2 separate regions of the Sus scrofa genome follow, and region 2 is linked to region 1. A link is a contact called in public Hi-C data. All regions are on one chromosome and are shown on one strand. Each heading gives the region's core, a stretch centred on a gene start, on an enhancer-like site or on the middle of the called end of the contact. The rest is flanking DNA. Distances are from core to core; before and after follow the strand shown.

The links. Hi-C and Micro-C count contacts between places; a contact is called where the count stands out from the background.
Region 2: a contact with region 1 is called in a Hi-C map of liver, with 1.7 times the contacts expected there. The contact joins two enhancer-like sites. A contact is called at or near these places in 3 of 47 Hi-C or Micro-C datasets (embryonic fibroblasts and liver).

What each region holds. Positions count from the first base shown.
Region 1 is chr13:24,759,026-24,765,012 of Sscrofa11.1, forward strand. No RefSeq gene overlaps it. Among named protein-coding and RNA genes, the nearest start is that of RPL14, 67 kb to the left of the region's middle. Within about 2 kb of position 2,391, at least 9 of the 83 cell types and tissues checked have an H3K27ac peak or open chromatin away from gene starts, as enhancers often do. A contact at or near this core is called in liver, where this site is marked.
Region 2 is chr13:25,006,456-25,012,442 of Sscrofa11.1, forward strand. No RefSeq gene overlaps it. Among named protein-coding and RNA genes, the nearest start is that of CTNNB1, 150 kb to the right of the region's middle. Within about 2 kb of position 3,711, at least 11 of the 83 cell types and tissues checked have an H3K27ac peak or open chromatin away from gene starts, as enhancers often do. A contact at or near this core is called in liver, where this site is marked.

The DNA.
Region 1 (5,987 bases), core at 1,141-3,640:
AAGGATGCTCTGAGCATACAATTAGCCAGTTAGTGCCTTCAGGCTTCCTGGCATAGTTAGTTTAGTTAAACCTAGGGGTTTGGCACAGGGCAGGTTATATGGACAGAGACGCAGAGGACCAGAACCACAGATGTGCTGAATCCAAAGTGTCTATTTTACACCCAGTAATTCATTGTTGGCAGGTGGCTCTAGAAGAAAATGCACTCTCAGACGCTCTACTGAGCACCTGCCACTAGGTGGAGCTCGGATGCAGGCATAACTGGGAGGGTTTGCATTGGCTGCCCCTGCGCAGAAGCTACATGAAGGTACTGGCATCTCTAACCGAAAACACGATGGAGAGGGGTGGGGGGACCTGTACACATGAAAGACAACCATATCCACATGTGGGCCTGCCAAGATCAGCCTCTGTGCCTTTTCAAGTCTTGGGCTGAATGTCAAGTTGTCCTTGTGAGGTCTGTATGCACTGAAACTAGCAGGGAAATGGCAAGTAAGAAGCGTAGGCTCTTCTCCCTGCCCTGTCTGCCTTTACCTGTGGAGGCCACACACAGCTGTATTTGGAATCTGGAAAGCATATGCTCCCCTCTCCTCCCAGTGTGTAAACACAGCCCTACACCCACAAGACCCTAAATACACATGGTACAAATTGGCACCAATTTCTGCTGGTGAAATTCTGGATGGTCTCATCAGACCTATTTTCCTTTTCTAATCTTCTGTTTTGCTCTCCATTGGGCAATCCATGTGGATGACAAGCAAACCTCTTGGCACTTTGATACCTCAGTTTTCGCCTCTCTGATGGGGGGATGGTTACAACTTGGACCTCCTAGAACATCAAGCAAAAGAACAGAACCAAGAGAGCTTTGCAGGCCGTAAAATGCGCCATGTGCTTTTTGTGGCTCTACCTGTGGTGTCAGGTCTTGTTATGCTGTTCACTCCTCTTCCTACTTCTGGATAGCCTTTATCATGTGCCAGGCATGGTGCTAAGTGTTTCCTCATTCAAAAAATCCCCCCAATCTCCCCACACCTTGTAAGGCAGTGCTCTAGACTAGGGGGCAGAAGGGGGTTTCAAGCCTAGGTTTGGAGCTTCAAGACTGAGCCCCCTCCCCAGTACCCGAGATGCCTTATTCCGATCAAAGACAAATTGCTGTGATGGGAAACCATGTGCCTTATTTTCCATATTTTAATTTATTACCAGATGGAGGCTTCAAAGTGGTTTTCCCTGTGGCTCTCACCTCCATTTATACTCACTTGCAGCCTCAAGGCTCCTCTTTGGGCTCAGCTGTACTTCACTTCCATCTGCTTCTCCTTCCTGGGATGGAGTGGAAGAGAAGATGGTGATGGGCAGAGCTGGGAAGGCAGGATGGGAGAGCCCTTCCCTGTATGTGTCCTGATGCAGGGAGGGTGGGTGAGGTGAGAGGTTACCCCACCCCCAGGCACCACTTGGCCTCCTTAGGGATAGTGACACTTCCTGGTATTTTTATCAGTGTCCTCTTCGGGCCCTGTTGAGTGGAGTGATGCTGGGCACACAGAATTAGAAAATATAAGGCATTCTTCCTGGGGTGACAGCCTCCTCACTGCCTCAGAGCTGTTGTGGGCCAGTGACGTGGACCCTCCCTCCTTTTGCTTCTCTGAAAGGCTCCCGGCCTCTGGGAGGTCCGGCTGCCTCCCAGATCTCAGGGCTTCATCTAAGTGATGAAGGTCTGTATCAGGTGGGCCTGGGACCTGGTGCTTTTTCAGTTTTTTATAATTTCACAGAGAGGTGCCTGTTTTAACAAGGATCATGGTTAGCATTTGAATTTTAAATTCATTAGGAAAGAGTGAGGGGTGTGAGAAGAGGAGATGTGTTCTGTAAATATATCAAGTTATGGTACCAGCACTGAGTGACAGGACGGAAGCCAGCTGGACAGAAAGACTGCTGCTGGATAGAGCCCCTCTCACCCTAAGGTTCTGGGATTCAGTGACCAGATTGCATTCATTTATTTTCATTAAGGTGTAAGTGACAGATACATTAATATGTCTATCTTTAGATTTTACACAGAGACTATGAACAAGGCCTCTCTCAGCCAGGTTCTCCAGACAGCAGCTCCAGGAACAAACAAAAGGAGCTGTACCACTGTGGGAAAGTGCTTCCCCAGTTCCCGACTGCTCATTCTAGTAAGTCCAGCCAGCCCTACTGGGAGGAGGTGGCTCTGGTGGGTCAGCCAGGCCAGAGGTGGACCTGGAACCATGGTTCAGGGATACCTCCCTTGAGTGGCTGCTGCCCCTTGAGCCTGATGGGCACCTCTGGCCAAGTGATACAGGAATGAAGTTGGCCCCTCTCCCTGCAGATGTCCTGGGGAAGGAGTGGTTGGGGAAGGAAACCTCCTCTCTTCCCAGGACAACTCCAAAGGCAAATATTTAGTCCATGGTCAGGTCCCAAGTCCCAGTTTCCAATTCAGCAAGTTGGCCTCTGAACATAAGGGCAGTGACGTCAAATGCAAAGAGATTAGGGAATTAACCAATTATTTGCCAAGTGCTTTCCTAGAATCCAGCTGGATTCTAGGCAGGAAAATAAAACATTTGTCAGGTGGCACGTGGTGGTGTTGCTGGCAAAGGATGGGTGCCAGGAGAGGGGGGTTGGTGGCACAGTGGAGCTCAGAGTAGGGGGCACCCCACCTGTGGTGCAAGGGAACGAGGGAGAGCCGATGTTTGGGGAAAAGTTGGAACCAGGGGAGTGATGAAAGCCAGAAGGGCTTCCACACAGAGGAGTGGCTTGTGCAAAAACCTAGGGGTGCCCTGGGCTTAGAGAGTAGCTCTGCCTCTGAGAAGAGAAGCCCTGTGGAGAGATGGGCCATGGGTGGGCCACTTTAGGAGGATTTGGAAAAGGAAGGAATGCCTAAGGGTACACACAATTTTAAGTCAACAGCACCGGTAGAAAACCAAACACTCCCTAGCACATCCCATCTATAGCCCCATGACCACGGGGAGCAGGCTGGCCAGAGGGCATGGCGCAGGGTTGGTTTCCCTGGGGTGGTGAGGGCAGAGGTCCTTTCACACTAGATTAAACATGAATCACTTGCAGGGTCCTTGCCACGCCCAGCCCCTTCTAAAGGTCACTGATCCCAAGTGTCTGGCATTGTGATTTGTGGCTGCTGCTAAGTGGGATGTCTCTAGTCAGGGGTCATCTTAGTGTGATGTTTTCAGGATTGGTCCCTGTGTAAGGGAGGGGGGGGCGTCGCAGCCCAAGACAGACATAATGGGGGAGAAACACAGGGCTGTCAGGAGAGGCCAGAGTGTGGTCAGCATGCTCCTTGCTCTACAAACCTTCCCTGGGTTCTGCTAGGGTTTGGGGTCAAGGGGCCCTCCTCCAGCCTCATAGCAGAGATAGCATCCCTGAGTCCCAGCCACTCCCAGCCTAGCCCCATGGGCCTCATGGGCATGGCTTCCTCCTTGCTGGTCTGGTCAGGTTTGGATAATAGAGTTCCCATTATATCATCCCACCTTCCCTGAGAAGGGCAATTCTGGCAATGATGGCCACGGCACACAGGGTCACGGGAAGGGCACTGGTGTCAGGCTCCAATACTGAATGAGACAGTTGCATCCACTGGGCAAATCACTCAGCTTCTTGAAACCTGCGATTTCTCTTCTGTACAGGGCCAACATCTCCAACTTGCAGGGATAGAGCCCGAATGAGATGATGTGTATAACTCTGAGGTGCAGCCCTAGTGCAGTTCTTCCAGACATGATCTTGCACCTCGCAGAGGACCATTCTTCTGCTACCCTGGGCCAGACGTTCAGAAAGTCTCCATTGGCTGGCAGAAGCCTGGTTCAGTCCCAGGGAAACCAGTCCCAGGAAAACCAGCCGTGGCTGGCTTCCTGGGTGCCCTGCTGCTCATGGCCTGCAGAGGGCAGCAGCGGGACGCACGCTGAGTTCAGACCTCTCCCGACCAGGCTGGGTGTTTTCCCTGCTGCCTGACATAGAAAGTTATCCATTGCATCCATGAATGCATCTTGGGTCGATTTGTTTTTAAATAGGTGATGTTTGAGATTCCTTTATGAAAGCCCTTCACATCTGGCATTCAAAGAAAATCATCAGTCTAGACTCTCAGGCTGATAGCTGCTTGTATGAAATTTGGGCCTGTTTTCCAGTAAAAGTGCCTGCTTGCTCCCAGCCTAGCTCCCGCCCCCTCTCGCTCCTTCTCTTCGTGTGACCTTTTATCTCAGCGGGAGCCCTGACTAGAAAGAGGGTTCTGGAAATGTGGTGTGTTTCTCATTAAGTTTCTGCAGCAAAAATTCATGTGATACAAAGCTCTTTTTTCCCCTTCTTTCTTTGCCCTGCATATCTACAATAACGCCTGCTATTTAGGTTTATATTTAATTTGAGACGATTGAAGACTGAAATCTCATTGATACCAAGAGTTTAAAAAAAAAAAATCTGCCTCTAGGGTCCTGGTGATATGCTTGGGTCCTTTTTCCTTGGCACTGAGGTGGTCATAGAATTCCAAATACACCCAGTCCTCTGCTGGGGCCTGAAGGACCCCATTGCCTTCTTTTCCCAAATCTGAACATTTCTTTTTTTAAAATTTGAGGCTTTGACTTTGGGAGATTGTAAGGATGGAGGCTGCCAAGTAGGCCTAGGATTCCGTGGAGCCCTAAGGAGCCCCTGGGGACTGGAGTCTCCCAGCTCTCATCGGGGGAGTAGGGGTGCGGTGAGGATCACTGCTGTGAACCAGGGATGCTCTTTCCTGCATCGGTTGAGAGATCCCCATCTGAACCCTAAGGTCCATGGCAGCGAAGTCAAGATAGAGGAGGAGAGAGACAGGAGGCCACAGGTCCTGATGACTCCAAGTTCCCTTTATCTCCTCCTGGGGCCAGTGGCCTACTTCTCCCAGAGGCTGCAACCCCTCTACTGACTCTGCAAAATGTGGAGCCACATGTCAGAGTGTGTGCAGCTGGTGTGTCTCAAAATAGGCTTCATGCCTAAAGCCGAGGCCCAGGGGAGCAGGGATCGAGGCACATCTGTGCAGGTGAGCAGTCTGGTCATGGTGGCGTGAGCCGAGGGTCTCTCTTCACCCAGTCTCTTCACACTCAGTCACTGGGACTCCTCTTGGGCCCTCATTTTGTCCTTGGCAGTGGGAGGGGCTGGCCTGCTTTTCATCTTCCTTTGAAGAGCAGCAGGGTCCTCTGCCTTACAGTTGTGTCTGGGCCTGCCCTTCACTGTGCCCCCTCAGAGGCAGACCTCAGGCGGCCCTGGCTCTTGGCCGACTCACCCTCTCCTCCTGGGGTAGCACGTTGCCCTTTATCACCAGCAGTCATAGAAGCCTTCAGGATCCAGTCTTCAGTTCATAAGCTTCAGTTATGACTGACAGGGTGGAAACAAGGAGTAGGCTGTCCATTCCTGCTCTGAATGCCACTAGCTCCTTGGGGCAGTTCCCTTCTACCCTCTGCGCTGGTCCTCGTCTTTGCCATCTGGGGTTTGACCTGATGTTTGCTAGACTCCCAGTTCAAAAAGCCTGTGGCAGGGGTCAGTGAACAAGTGCCTGCAGTGGCCTGTTTTACTAAACAAAGCTTAATGGGCACAAAGCCAAGCCCATCATTTCCATACCGTCTGGGGCTGCTTTTGTGCGGTAGCAGCAGAACTGAATAGTCATAACGGAGGCAACGTGGCCTGTGAAGCCTAAGATATTTATCGTCTGGCTCTTTACAGAAAAAATTTACCAACCTCTGGTCTATAGCTTCAATTTTGTTTCGTTTTCCCTGGAGTGAGGCAGAGCCGTTCCCAGGCCACAGTCTTTTTGTTTTGTGGTGACAGGTCATTTGAATGAGGCAAAGGGGGCTCTCCCAGGATCCCAGCCAGAAAGCAGGTGAAGCAATCTGTATTAGTCAGCTCTGGCTACTGTAACAAAATACCACAGCCTGGGTGGCTTCAACAACAGATATTTTTCTTACAGTTCTGGAGACTGGAAGTTCAAGATCAAGATGCTGGCAAATTCAGTTTCATTCTGAGGCCT
Region 2 (5,987 bases), core at 2,461-4,960, 250 kb after region 1:
TGAACTGTCCAACCAAAGGACAGACGTTTATCTAGTCCTTATTTATCCCCCAGCTTCCTGCTAGTTGGGGAATTGCCTCCGAGGGGTTAACCATGCATTCATGTGCAGGCAGAGAGATTGAGCCTGACCTCGAAGAAGCCCTGGGGAAGAAAACTCAAGGAGTTAGGCTATTGCAAGATGCCATCAGCTCCAGTGAGTCTGAGCCTCCCCAGAAGTGTCCTCTGTAGCTGTGGGTCAAGAGTTAGGCTTTCAAATGTTACACGGAACACTGGAGGCATCTGGTATAGTTTCCATGGGCCTCTTTTTTTTTTCTATTCAGAGGCAGAGGTTTTCATGAGGCCATTTAGCCAGATCATCCCTAAAGCCTGAGGAAATAGCCTCAACATTGCCATCTTGATTCCCCTCATTCCTGCTTGCTTTCCCTTCCGAGAGGAGAGAGTTTACCTTTTCTTTACCTTGAACTACATCACTGTTCCAGAAAGTCCTTTATTTCTGCATGACATTCTTTTCAGAGTATGGTCCATGATGAACAAGGAACCTAGAAGAATACTCCCACATACTTCAGGTAATGAGTTTGACATTTGTTTGCTCATGGATGTCCTGGCTTGCCTCTGGGGTCCTCTTTACCCTGACAGACCTATGGGAACTGCCTTCTCATCTCCTCCAGGTCAATTCCATGGCTGGGGGAAGTCTAAAACCCCCTCCCAGACTCCTGCCCATACTTGGGAGTTTCTGTTCTCCTGGATCCACTGCCTCATAGATTCCAGCTCCCTTGAATGTTTTATAACACACCAGCCCCAATGAAAAACTTATGCCTGTGTTTCTTTCCAACAGCTAACAGTTGTTCACAGCCAGCTCATGTATGTTTGGTGAATTTCACTAAAGACTGAAGGAGGCCAGATCTCAAGAATGAGGGTATCACCCCCACTTCACACAGCATTTAACTATCTCACTTTTTCCTTCTCTCTTCCCATCCCATCTTTTATCCCCATAAGTAACTTAAAGAATGTCCTGGGAACTCCAAAAACTTTCCCCTTCAGTTTTGTAATTCTCCTTGCATAAAACTTAGCTACCATACACTCAGAACTTTAAGGGCCTTTAAAATTTTACTCTGTATCCTTATGCAGGTTTTTTGTTTGTCTAGTTCATTTTTTAAAAGACAAAGGCAGTTCTCCACTTAAGAGAAGTTTGGTGCTAGCTACCAAGATAATCTTACACTGTCCATATTTTTAGTGATGTTCAACCAACATGTTCCTTTGCCAGATACTAAAGTAAACCAACTCTCTCCACTTTGTTACTGGCTTATTTGCCAGCACCCCCTCCATGTACACCTTTGCCTGTCTGTGGGAAGTCATTCATACAAGTCACATGTGGGGTATGACCCAGAACACATGACTGTGGGACTAGCACAAGCAATTAATTAATTAATTATGAGAATTTATTGGAAGCATACTAAGGTAGCTCATGGAATCCAAGTCGTAGAGAAAGCCGGGGCTTAGAGCTGCAAGGAGCCCATAGCAGTGTGAGCCTGGAGTTTCAGAACTGTTTCTTTAAGTGTCTGCCATTAATCTGATTCTGCTCAAAAGACTGCCAGTCCATACTTGCATATGTTCCAAACTTCAAATTCCCAGGACAGAGAATCACACTGGATCAGCTTTGCAAAGCATCAACCTGTGAATCTTTGCATGATAGTTAAAGGAAGAGGAAAGTGAAAACACATGGTCGAGACATGGCATGTTTCCACAGTGAGGTCAAAGCAGGTGACCAGAGAATTGGGTGGGGTTATTGACCTAGGAAGTCCCTGAGAAGGTCTGCTGCAACTGTCCATCCACAGTCACTATCACAGTCATACTGGATGAGCCCTCGAGTCTAATATCACTTCCTTTAGGAGCCCAGACCCTTAAGTCTACTTGATATTGGTTGTATTGATTTTTAAACAGAGTATAAGCTATGGGTTCTGGGGAAAGTCTAAGCTTAAAGGCTTTGAGGCTTGAGAAACAGATTTCAACTTTTCTGCCACTGCCAGGTGGGCTGTGGTATAACTTTTTAGGTCGTATTTCATGGCACTCATTTTCTTGATCCTCTCTGTGCTGCTGGCCTATTTCTTGGCCCTTTCTAGAAATGTACTCCTCAAACATCACCTTTCCACCTGTCACTTTTCTGATTTTCCATGATTCCTACTCTTCCTCTACCCATTTAATGTAGGCAGTCACCCCACTGATATTCTACACTGTCTCCTTTTTCCTCAGGGCTAGAAAGACATTTTATAAGCAAATCTGGGACTTAATACCAGAGTTCGCTTAGGCTCTATAGATACTTATGGTATATAATTCTAAATATTTCCAAGGCTGAACCTAGATTCTCTTTCTTTAGCATTTTGCATTGCTATGGATTCTTTTAAAATTTAGTATCAGATTATAGGCTTAAATTCAGTAAAAATATTTCTGTTTTTAGGGGTAGGGGTAGGGGAGTGGATGGCAGATTCTCAAGCAAACCAGTGAATATCTAGCTTGAGCCATTTAGACTTTGGGATTGTGACACTTCTGCCACCTACTGCAGAATACCCTAATTGCTGGTTGAACATTTTGATGTGTGGATTATAATTATTGGTGGCCTTTATTGGGTTATTTTCCCCATGACAGGCACCCTCTTGAGCCCTCTCGGTAGTGTATTGATTTCCTTGGGCTGCCATAGCAAATGACCACAAACACAGTGGTTTTAGACAACAAAGGTTTCTTCTCTCTCGGCTGGGGAGGCCATGCTCCCTCTGAAGGCTCGAGGAGAGGGTCCTTTCTTGATTCTTCTGGTTTCTGGTCACTCTTGGTTTTCCTTTGCTTGTGGCAGTATAACTCCAGTCTCTGCCTCTGCCATCTTCCCTGTCTCTGTATCCTGTCCTCTATCCATAAGATGATCAGTCATTGAGTTTAGGGTCCAGCTTCATCCAGTAGTTTCATCTTGATGGGTAACTAACTGCATCTGCAAAGACCCTATTTCCAAGCAAGGTCACAGTCTGAAGCTCTGAGTGGACATGAATTTGGGGGGGACAGTGTTCAATCCACCACACCTGAGGATTATTGCAAATCATCTTTCCTCTTTCATCAGTAGGAAAGCTGAGGCCCAGAAGGGAAGGCTCTACTTGTCCTGACGCTCAGCCACCCACTGGCAGTGTGAGGTTGTGGACTCAGCTCGGTCTGATGCCATTCCATGCATTTTCCACTATGCCATTCTCCTTCTAGAAAACCAACCTGCAGACTCAAGCCTGGAAAGTAATGATATCTATGGCCTAACCACTGATTCCCCCACCACACCACTGAGGCAAAGGCTGAGAGTGGGGCTGTGACTTTGTTTTCATTTCAGATATGGCCTTAGTTCTAAGAGGATGATGAGCTCATCACTGTTTTGTAAATGAAAGCAGTCATGCCATGTACTGCAATTTGGTCCAACCAGGACAAAACAATCCAACTATCACATAAAGGTTGGAATGCCAGGGACTGCTTTCCTTGTGAGTCCCAGCTCTAACCAGCCAGATGACCTTAAGTAGGCCACTTTCCTGGGCTTCTGTAATAGAAGGGCCTAGCCCTGGAAAAATGGCTTCGTTGCTGGTGTTCTTCAAATGTATACAACTCACTTATGTAGTCATTGGAAAGTGTCCTTGCCCATATATGTTAATCTTTGCTGGAGTGTGGGCAGGCTAGTACCAAGAATGTACTTTACCATTGACTTTCACCCCCAAGTTAATAGTTAACGATGTCTCCTTGTTTGATTCTCCTGCTTGTTAGTGTTGGTCAGAAAGAAAAATTTTGAAACACCAAATGGTATGGCTATAACATTTGCCTTTCTTCACCTTTACTTGGTAAGGTTTACTTCTGTTCAGTTCAGGAGAGCTTTTCAAAAATCATTTATTTCCAAAATGTATTATATCACTATGCTATTTACCATAGACATCTCCCAACCGACATTATGTGTTCAAAATATGACTTTTCTTTATATGCTTGTGGTGTTTTTAAAGGTTAGGGCAATCTCTTATAGCAATATAGAAAATCATTCTTTGTAGGTAGCTCAGTAAATTAAAGGTCTGTGGCAGCCCTGTGTACTAGGAACACATGAACTTTGGGATCACACAACCTTGGTTCAAATTCAAGTTCCGTGACCCATTGGTCATGTAACCTTCGGCAGGTCACATGACCTCTGAATCTCAGTCTCATCTGTATGAACCTCAAAATAGTCACTTCTTAAACTTCTTGAGACTTTTAAAGGAACATATGCAAAAACCTGGCTGTAGCAGGAGCTCAGTAAATGTTACCCTTCTGCCTCCTTTGGCCAGCTTATTTGTTAGGTCAAGACCTGTCATTTTGAAAATGTGCTTATTAGGACTTTGTGATTCAATTCGCTTCTCTTCCCAGTCTACTAGTGAAATGTAAAAAGGCTTATCTATTTTTCTCATTTGTATCAGGCCTCAGGGCGACCTTCTGGAGAAAACCCAAGCCACGTGGAATGTTTCTTTCCCCACTCAGGAAAGTGTCTATGTCTGAATCTCTAAGTTTAACCCAGCATCTGCTGTACCAGTAGATTTTTACCTATTGTGCTCCTGAAATGAAAGGAAGACAGTGAAACTGGCAGCAGGCTCAGTGGATAAATCATTGTTGGAACCAGAGGGAGTTTTGTCATGGAGGTAGCAAGCCACCACAGCCAGCTTTGGTGCCCAGCCCAGAAAAAGTGTTTACTGTTCAGTGCTGTGGGCACATTTCCATGGGCACATGACAGATGCCCATGGTTATGCACCAGGACTTGGTCTGCCAGGGGAGCTTGTTGAAAGGGGATTAGACTGTGGAGGGAAAGCCGTCATGGGGTGAAGCGCGTGGATAAGGTCACTGTGTGCAGAATCCCAGATGATGCTGCTGAGGCAGAAGAATGGACCAGATCACCTTGGCAGGCCTTCCCAGTCCCAACAGCAAACATGTAACGAGCCTTGTAGGCTCTCCTGCTTGCCAGTTCCTGGGCCTCCAGCTGGAGAAGTGAAGAGAAATTAGAAACAGCTCCTCCTTCTAGGTTCCTATTTAGTGCAGGAGACAGCCCAGTGACCATTTACACACGACAAGGCAGAGCAGCTATCTTTCTTGTCCATGGAAGGAGGTGGACACAGTCAAGAGCAGGGCTTCTGGAGCCCAGCAGACTGGATTCAAATCCTGGCAGGACCACTCCCTAATTGTGTCACCTTGGGCAAGTTATCAGACCTCACAGAGCCTCAATGGCCCCATCTTTAAAATGGAGACAATAAAGGTACCTACTTTGTGGGATTGTCAGATGATTAAAAGAGTACTTTTAGGGAGTTTGGTGCATTGTAAGCACTTTGTTATTAGATTGCATATAATCTTCAAGGAATCCGCTGTTGTTATGGGCTGAGACACCACTTTATCCAATCTGAAAATCAAAGCACTGCATTTCTAAGCTGAGTGTTCATGATTTATTTGCCTATATTCTGAAAAGTCTTACAAAAAGTGGAAACATTAGAGCACTTCATATCTAACAGATCACTTTTTGCAGACAGAATCCAAATGTTTGATACTAGCACCGTGTCTGGACACTGAATCTTTCTAGCAAAGGCTTAAGGGGCCTCTTCCATCTAGGGGAGAGCTGGCAGCATCTCCAAGCCTTCCACATACCTCCCCAGTTATAAGTAAGAACAGTGTAAGAAAGAACTATGTGTGGTGAATCTTGAGAACAAAACTGGAAGACCCGGTGAGGCAGGGAGAACCAGCCTGGGTTGGAACAAGTGCTTTCCCAGGCTGGCTCTCCCAGCTTCCAGGTTAGTTAGTTTCCTGTTCCCAATGTTCTTATGTTTCCATTCGACCCATCCCTGACCCCATGCCATCACAGAACATGCCCCGAGCATGTGTGTGTGTGTGCATATGTGATCTGCACAAATGCTTGTAAGTGCACGCACACACACACATACACATGTATGCCACACGTAAACAGCTCCCCCC